2 separate regions of the Mus musculus genome follow, and region 1 is linked to region 2. The links are chromatin contacts, called in public Hi-C maps. All regions are on one chromosome and are shown on one strand. Each heading gives the region's core, a stretch centred on a gene start, on an enhancer-like site or on the middle of the called end of the contact. The rest is flanking DNA. Distances are from core to core; before and after follow the strand shown.

What was found. A called contact is a pair of places that touch in the nucleus more often than the background predicts.
Region 1: a Hi-C map of cranial neural crest shows a contact between it and region 2, with 1.8 times the contacts expected there. The contact joins two enhancer-like sites. A contact is called at or near these places in 3 of 484 Hi-C or Micro-C datasets (cranial neural crest and uterus).

The regions. Positions count from the first base shown.
Region 1 is chr4:31,403,513-31,406,621 of GRCm38.p6, forward strand. No RefSeq gene overlaps it. Among named protein-coding and RNA genes, the nearest start is that of Gm32173, 81 kb to the left of the region's middle. Within about 2 kb of position 1,634, at least 39 of the 459 cell types and tissues checked have an H3K27ac peak or open chromatin away from gene starts, as enhancers often do.
Region 2 is chr4:30,775,722-30,778,855 of GRCm38.p6, forward strand. All of the region lies in intron 2 of 4930556G01Rik (RIKEN cDNA 4930556G01 gene), which reads left to right. Among named protein-coding and RNA genes, the nearest start is that of 4930556G01Rik, 110 kb to the left of the region's middle. Within about 2 kb of position 1,525, at least 5 of the 459 cell types and tissues checked have an H3K27ac peak or open chromatin away from gene starts, as enhancers often do.

The sequences.
Region 1 (3,109 bases), core at 384-2,883, 630 kb after region 2:
ATCTGTTTTATGCAAGGAAGACTGATGAAGACAGAACATGGGGGCTGTGAAATCCAGGCAGAGAATGAAGTGGTCAACAAACTGAAATAGATAGTAGACAGACAGACAGACAGACAGACAGACAGACAGACAGACAGACAGACAGACAGATAGATAGATAGATAGATAGATAGATAGATAGATAGATAGAATAATGAAGTATACATTTTAGAACATTGTAGGTATAATTTTAGAAAAAAAGGGGGAGAACTGGATACTAAGATCCTTAAATAATAGTTTTTCAAAGCACACAACTCCACTTTATAAGTGAGTTTCTGTCTTCCTTTATGCCACCCTCTTCCTCTCTAGATTCCTGAGTGCAACTGACCTTTCTTATAAAAATGACCTTTGTTTGCATTAAGGCTGATGTGCTTCTTATGGGGCCACAGAGGTGCTTACGAGAGGAATGGAGCCTATCTATCTGTAATGATAATCGGCCTAAAACAGCTTTACCAATAGCCCTCCCAGTCATTAGAATAGACAGTGACTCTGTTTTATGAAACTCTCACGGTTTTTATGGCCATTCCGTTACCTAAGGCACAGATTTGCGGGAAGCTCCTGCCATGATCACTGGCACAAAGCTCCATAATTCCCGACAGGAAGGCTGGAGTGTGGTCGCTGATCCTGGTCAGAACTGTTAACAATGCCATGAGTCATGGATGCCACCTGCTTGCAAGTTAACTTGCTGTGAATGGGGCGTATTAAATGACTCATTTAAACCTCAGCCAAACACCAAATAAATGGATAATGTATTCAAATGCCCTGAAGAAAAGGAACGGTGATGTTTGTTTCTGTCTCAGAGATTAGGTGTATAAGTTACTGGATAAATAGTGCCCAGCTAGTGCGTGCAGACGTCAAGAAGCACCACACAACTACTTTGCACCGAACATGCAGGTCGCTAGAGAAATCCAAGAGCCAAAGCCCCTCCACACCATCGCATTCTTTTCTCTAACAGCCCACATACATTTGGAGGAACCCTTGCTAAGCAGATTATGTCTTGACTAGACTCTGCCGAGCACTTACAAAGTCCACTGCAGGTTACCCCACCAAGGGCATCTGCCTAAAAATTTTTATTCCTATAAAATGAGAAACTGAAAATAACCAAAACAAAAATTGAGTGTTTAACGAATCGTTGCCCTGGCTGAACCTTTATTGTTGTTTGTTTGTTTGTTTGTTTGTTATTTCAAGTGGTTTCAAGTATATTTGCAGACATGAGAGTTGCCAACACACCAGGCTGTCACTCTGAAAATTTTCAGCGGAGAGTAATAGATTCCTAAGCATGAATGTGTCTAGTCTCTGGTAAACTCTATTCTGAGAAAACCCACTGACTTCACTTTGAAGATTTTGCATCAGTCTCTGGAGGCAAACGGGGCAACAGTCCAGAGCGTTCTTGGCTGTCAGCACAAAGAAGGCTGCACATCAGAAACAAGGGGAAATGGCAAACTTCAGCAAAACAAAGACCTGTCCTGGTTTTGAAAGACAGATAGAAAGGGAACAAGATAGGACACACGATCACCTCAGTCGCCTGCCAAGTTCATGAAGTAGCTCCAAACAGACTGCAAGTTCCACTGTAAACGAGAAACCGTAATTACTGCTAGAAAAACTGGAGAGAGAAATTCCACAGAGCTGACGAGAGCTAATTGCAGTCAGGCAGTGAAGTACAGATAGAGTTTTGAGTGAAGACAGACCCGGAGCAACAGCCGATGGGAGGGGGGTCGTCAGCATCTTCCTCAAAACAAACCACCCTTGCAAGAGCTCTGCCAGATGCATGGAGCCCAGAAGTCAGGCTCCAGAGAGACATGGAAGAGCCTTCTGTGGCAGCCAGGCATCTCTGAGTTACTTTATTCAGTTTTCTAGAGGAAAATTCTCAATGGTAGGTTGGGTTTCGCGGACACCTATGGCTGTTCTCCGGGGAGCCAAGCAGCGTTGCCATAGTGAAATATCAAGCCAGTCAGGGAGCCGGGTTGGGGAAAGATGGTCCTTAAACTCTGAGTGGATTGGAATCTGGGTTGACACACTGCCAGGCGTTGTGCAAGGTAATGACTACCTAATCAAATTCCACACTTCATTCTTTGCTTCTTCTGTGCTGTGAAACTACTTTCAGCCAAGGGGTAAGCACAGGAGAACTTGTGGCTCACCTAGACATGCCTGCTGGTGCCCTGCAAGGAAGCTGACATCCAAGCAAGTTGAGAGGGGTGGTTATCATCTCACACTCTTAAGACAAGCTTTAAAGGAATTGTCTCTGTAGGAGTCTTAGAGAACACTCTAATTTAATATAAGCTAGAGACATATTGCCCTCTTTGCTCCAAAGGAATTTCATTTCACTGGATACTAAATTTACTCTTTATAACATACTCCTTACCCCACCCCCACCCCCGTGGAAAAAAATGTGAATAAAATGCTATCGTGAGATATATTCTTTTGCATTCGTGGAATAAGAAAACATGTGGAGAACCATTATTATATAGTATTGAGGAATTATTGGTGCTAAATAATTCTAAGCATGCTCTAATGAAACCTACTTTTAGGGACTTTATTAAATCTTAAGTATTACCATCTTATTACATAAAAATGGCATGTCCAGGAAACTTCTCAGTCTTTGAGCACCTAAATAGTAATTTCTAAGCTATATTTCAGAATGAAAAGCAAGTCACCTAATGGAAAAAAAAAACATGAAAAATCTTGGAGATGGTTGGTATTCTCTGCTCCAGTCATTTAGAGTTATCGGTAAAGCCTATTGAGAAATGTAAGTATTAATGTGACTTTAATGGACGCTACCTCTTTAGCAGAAGCATGGACAGGCCTGAGTTCTTAAAATGTATAGTTATGTCCTCCCAAACAAAAGCTTGTCCATGGGCTCAAAATCAGTCATGAAATGAGGGTCTATCCCAGACTGATCACCTCTCTTCACCTGATCGAATCTGCTTACTGAGTGTGGTAAAGATGAGATCAAAGTTAAAATTCATCAAAGTCAGCATGTTAATGATTGCATTTCATAATCATAATCCTTAAATTATCTGAGGTAACATTTGCTTTCATTCAGAGCAAAACAGATTTTTTTTTTATGCTA
Region 2 (3,134 bases), core at 275-2,774:
TTATTGTAATATGAATATGCTAATTAAGCCAAGTCCATAGCAGATATTGTACTGCAGAACAGGTGTAGAGATGATACTGGCCAGGGTTCTAAGAATTATATTAACAGAAAGACACACCTTAAATGTATGGAGGTAAGAATCTTCCAAGCTAGGAATCCAGGTGGACTTAGACTTTGTATGATTAATGTGACCTGAAAAAAATTAAAACAGAGAAAAGTCCGGTTCAGGTTTGAGCTTTGCCATCTGCAACAATCATAAAGGCTCTAGTGACAGTGAGAAATGAAGAGAAGTGGTAGTAATGGAAGTTCCTCTCCAACTCACCCCTTTAAGTTCCACTTCATAGGGCTGTTCAGGGACATAATAACAGGCCACAAACACAACTGCCCTTCAATACATGAAGGTGAGCTGCGTGGAGGTGGGCAGAAGGGCTACAAAGGGCGGTGAAGCACAATGGGAAAAGCATAAAACAGCTGTTGATCACTGGGAAGTAGGAACAGCAAACAGGCAGGGCCTGCAGGAGCCAGGCAGAGGAGAGGCCTCTCAGAGGTAGGGAGACAACAGAGCTTTCCACGAGGCAAATTGGCTGAGTTACAAACAGCAGGAAGCTGGGCAAGTCAACTGAAGGGTTTCCCCTTGTACTATGGCCTGGGGTACTCGACAAGTCTGGCAGTCCTCTCTCTCTCTGCAGTTGGTATATAGATTCAGACATGTCCTAAAGGCAACTAGAAGTGTAAAAGAAAAAACATAAAGCCAGGGCTGTGTGTTTATTCACAAGGCTCTACCACCTACCAGGTCAGTGAACTTGGGCAAGCCACTTGACCTCTGTTGCTCAGAAGCACACTTTGTACTGGCTTGCCAACCAACCAAGCAACTCATGTTAGTTTCCTTCTCTGAACTCTTTCTCATCCCTGGCTTATCCAGCATTTGGTTCATTTATATGCTGGCATAGAGCATCAGGATAAGTGCCTGAAGCCCTGGGAAATACTCAGGGAAATCTATTGCTATTTTTGCCACAGAAACCAGTTCCCTTTCTTGTTAACAATGGAAAACCACACACACATGCACACACACACACACACACACACACACACACACACACACACACACCCTATCCTGCTGTATGTAATCATTTCAGTCGATTGAGAAATTGTTCCTGTCTTTCACTGCAGAAATTGTCCCCATTCTTTATCTGGGATTACTTTTGCTCTGTGAAACTCTCTGGAATTTCAGAATCCTTGGTGAATTGCTTCCAGTTGAGATTCCACATGCAGACCTTTGTTGCTGCTGTTGCTGTTGTTTTTGCTGCTGCTATTGTTGTAATCCCTAGCTGCCAACCTTCTTGTCTTTTAAAACCTCAAGCAAAGCCAGTCACTGCATTGGCTTTGCTCTTATCCAAATGTGCCTGTGCTTCTTGACCACAAATTAGGGCACAAATATGTTTGGAACTGCCAATCAGCCTTGGATTCACCAAGCTTTTTAAAGTTCTAGTGTGTGCCACAGAGAGCGGTATCAGATATCATTTGCATACTTACAATCAGCTAGTGAGAGAATGCCTGAGAGGCAGCAGAGATGCATGGCAAGTGCAAAGTCACTTTCAGATTTGCATTCATTTTGGCTTTAAATGGAGAACAGAGGCCCCAACTGGAAGGACCTCTCCTTGTGTTCAGTTTGATTCAGCAGAGACTATGCCTCCAGAGTTGTTCAACTCTTTGAAGGAGTATTGTGATCTTCCTATGAGGCATTCTTCCCAACAATGTTTGACATAGCTAGTAGGCATTAGTATCCATAATTTAGTGAAAGAACTGAATCAAAAACAGGTTTGAATGACTTGTTCAACGCTGCAGGAAGTCACAGCTGAGGCAGAGGAAGAATCTAGAGCTCTGTGCTGCCTCCCCATCTGTTGCTAAGCCCCATTAGCCATATTTCCTACCTGTACCCTATAATTAGCCAAAATGAGTGCTGCCAAATCAGGTCTTTGCATTGATTTTTTTTCCCTCACATTTCCTTTCCTTTATGTTATTCTTTTGACTTGCAAGACATTATAAGAATAAAACTACCCTCCCTCAGGTCAGGAACAACAATAATCTTTATGAACTAGAATTCATTTATTCTGATGATTACGGGCACAAAGAGTTAATGTTTCTGAAGGCAGCAGCAGCTGATGCAATTCTTGAGAGAATTGTGTTCTACTTAAATGACAGGTCCCAGCATCTGACTGATACATCTACATTTTTCCCCAGTTGCATGGTGTGATGGTTTGTATATCCTTGGACCAGGGAGTGGCACCATCTGAAGGTGTGGCCTTGTTGGAATAGGTGTGACCTGGTTGGAATGGGTGTGTCACTCTGGGTGTGGATATAAGATCCACACCCTCGTTGCCTGAAAGTCAGTCTTCTACTTTGGATGAAGACATAGAATTCTCAGCTCCTCCTGTGCCATGCCTGACTGGATACTGCCATGCTCCCACTGTGATGATAATGGACTGAACCTCTGAACCTGTAAGCCAGCCCCAATTAAATGTTCTTTATTAGACTTAATGTTGGTCATGGTGTCTGTTCACAGCAGTAAAACCCTAACTAAGACAGAAGTTGGTACTGGGAGTGGGGTATTGCTGTAATAGGCCTGACCATGCTTTTATTTGAAAAAATGTAGATTTTTGGACTTTGGATTTGGAAAGCTGTGGAATGCTTTAAATGGGGCTTAATGGGTCATCCTAGTAGGAATATGGAAGACTTTGTTTCTGGGAGTAATTTGAACTGTGTTGACCTGGCCCAAGAGATTTCAAAGAAGTCTTTCAGTATGTGGCATAAAGACTGTTTTTGTGGTATTTTGGTGAAGAATGTGGCTACTTTTTACTCTTGTCTAAAAAGTCTGCCTGAGGCTAAGGTGACGAGACTTGGATTAATTGCATTGACAAAGGAAGTTTCAAAGAAGCCCAGCAGAGAATTTGTTCTCTGGTTAAGTCTCACAAAGAGAAGTTTGAACAAGCATAGCAAGCTTAGAAAGGCAAAATATAAAATATATGGTTCAAATATTAAAGGAGTACCAGGAAGTGAAATGGAGCAAAATCTTGTGTTCTAGGAGATAACAGATTATGGGAGTGGGACCTTGGGGCAAGATTCTACCCAACTTAA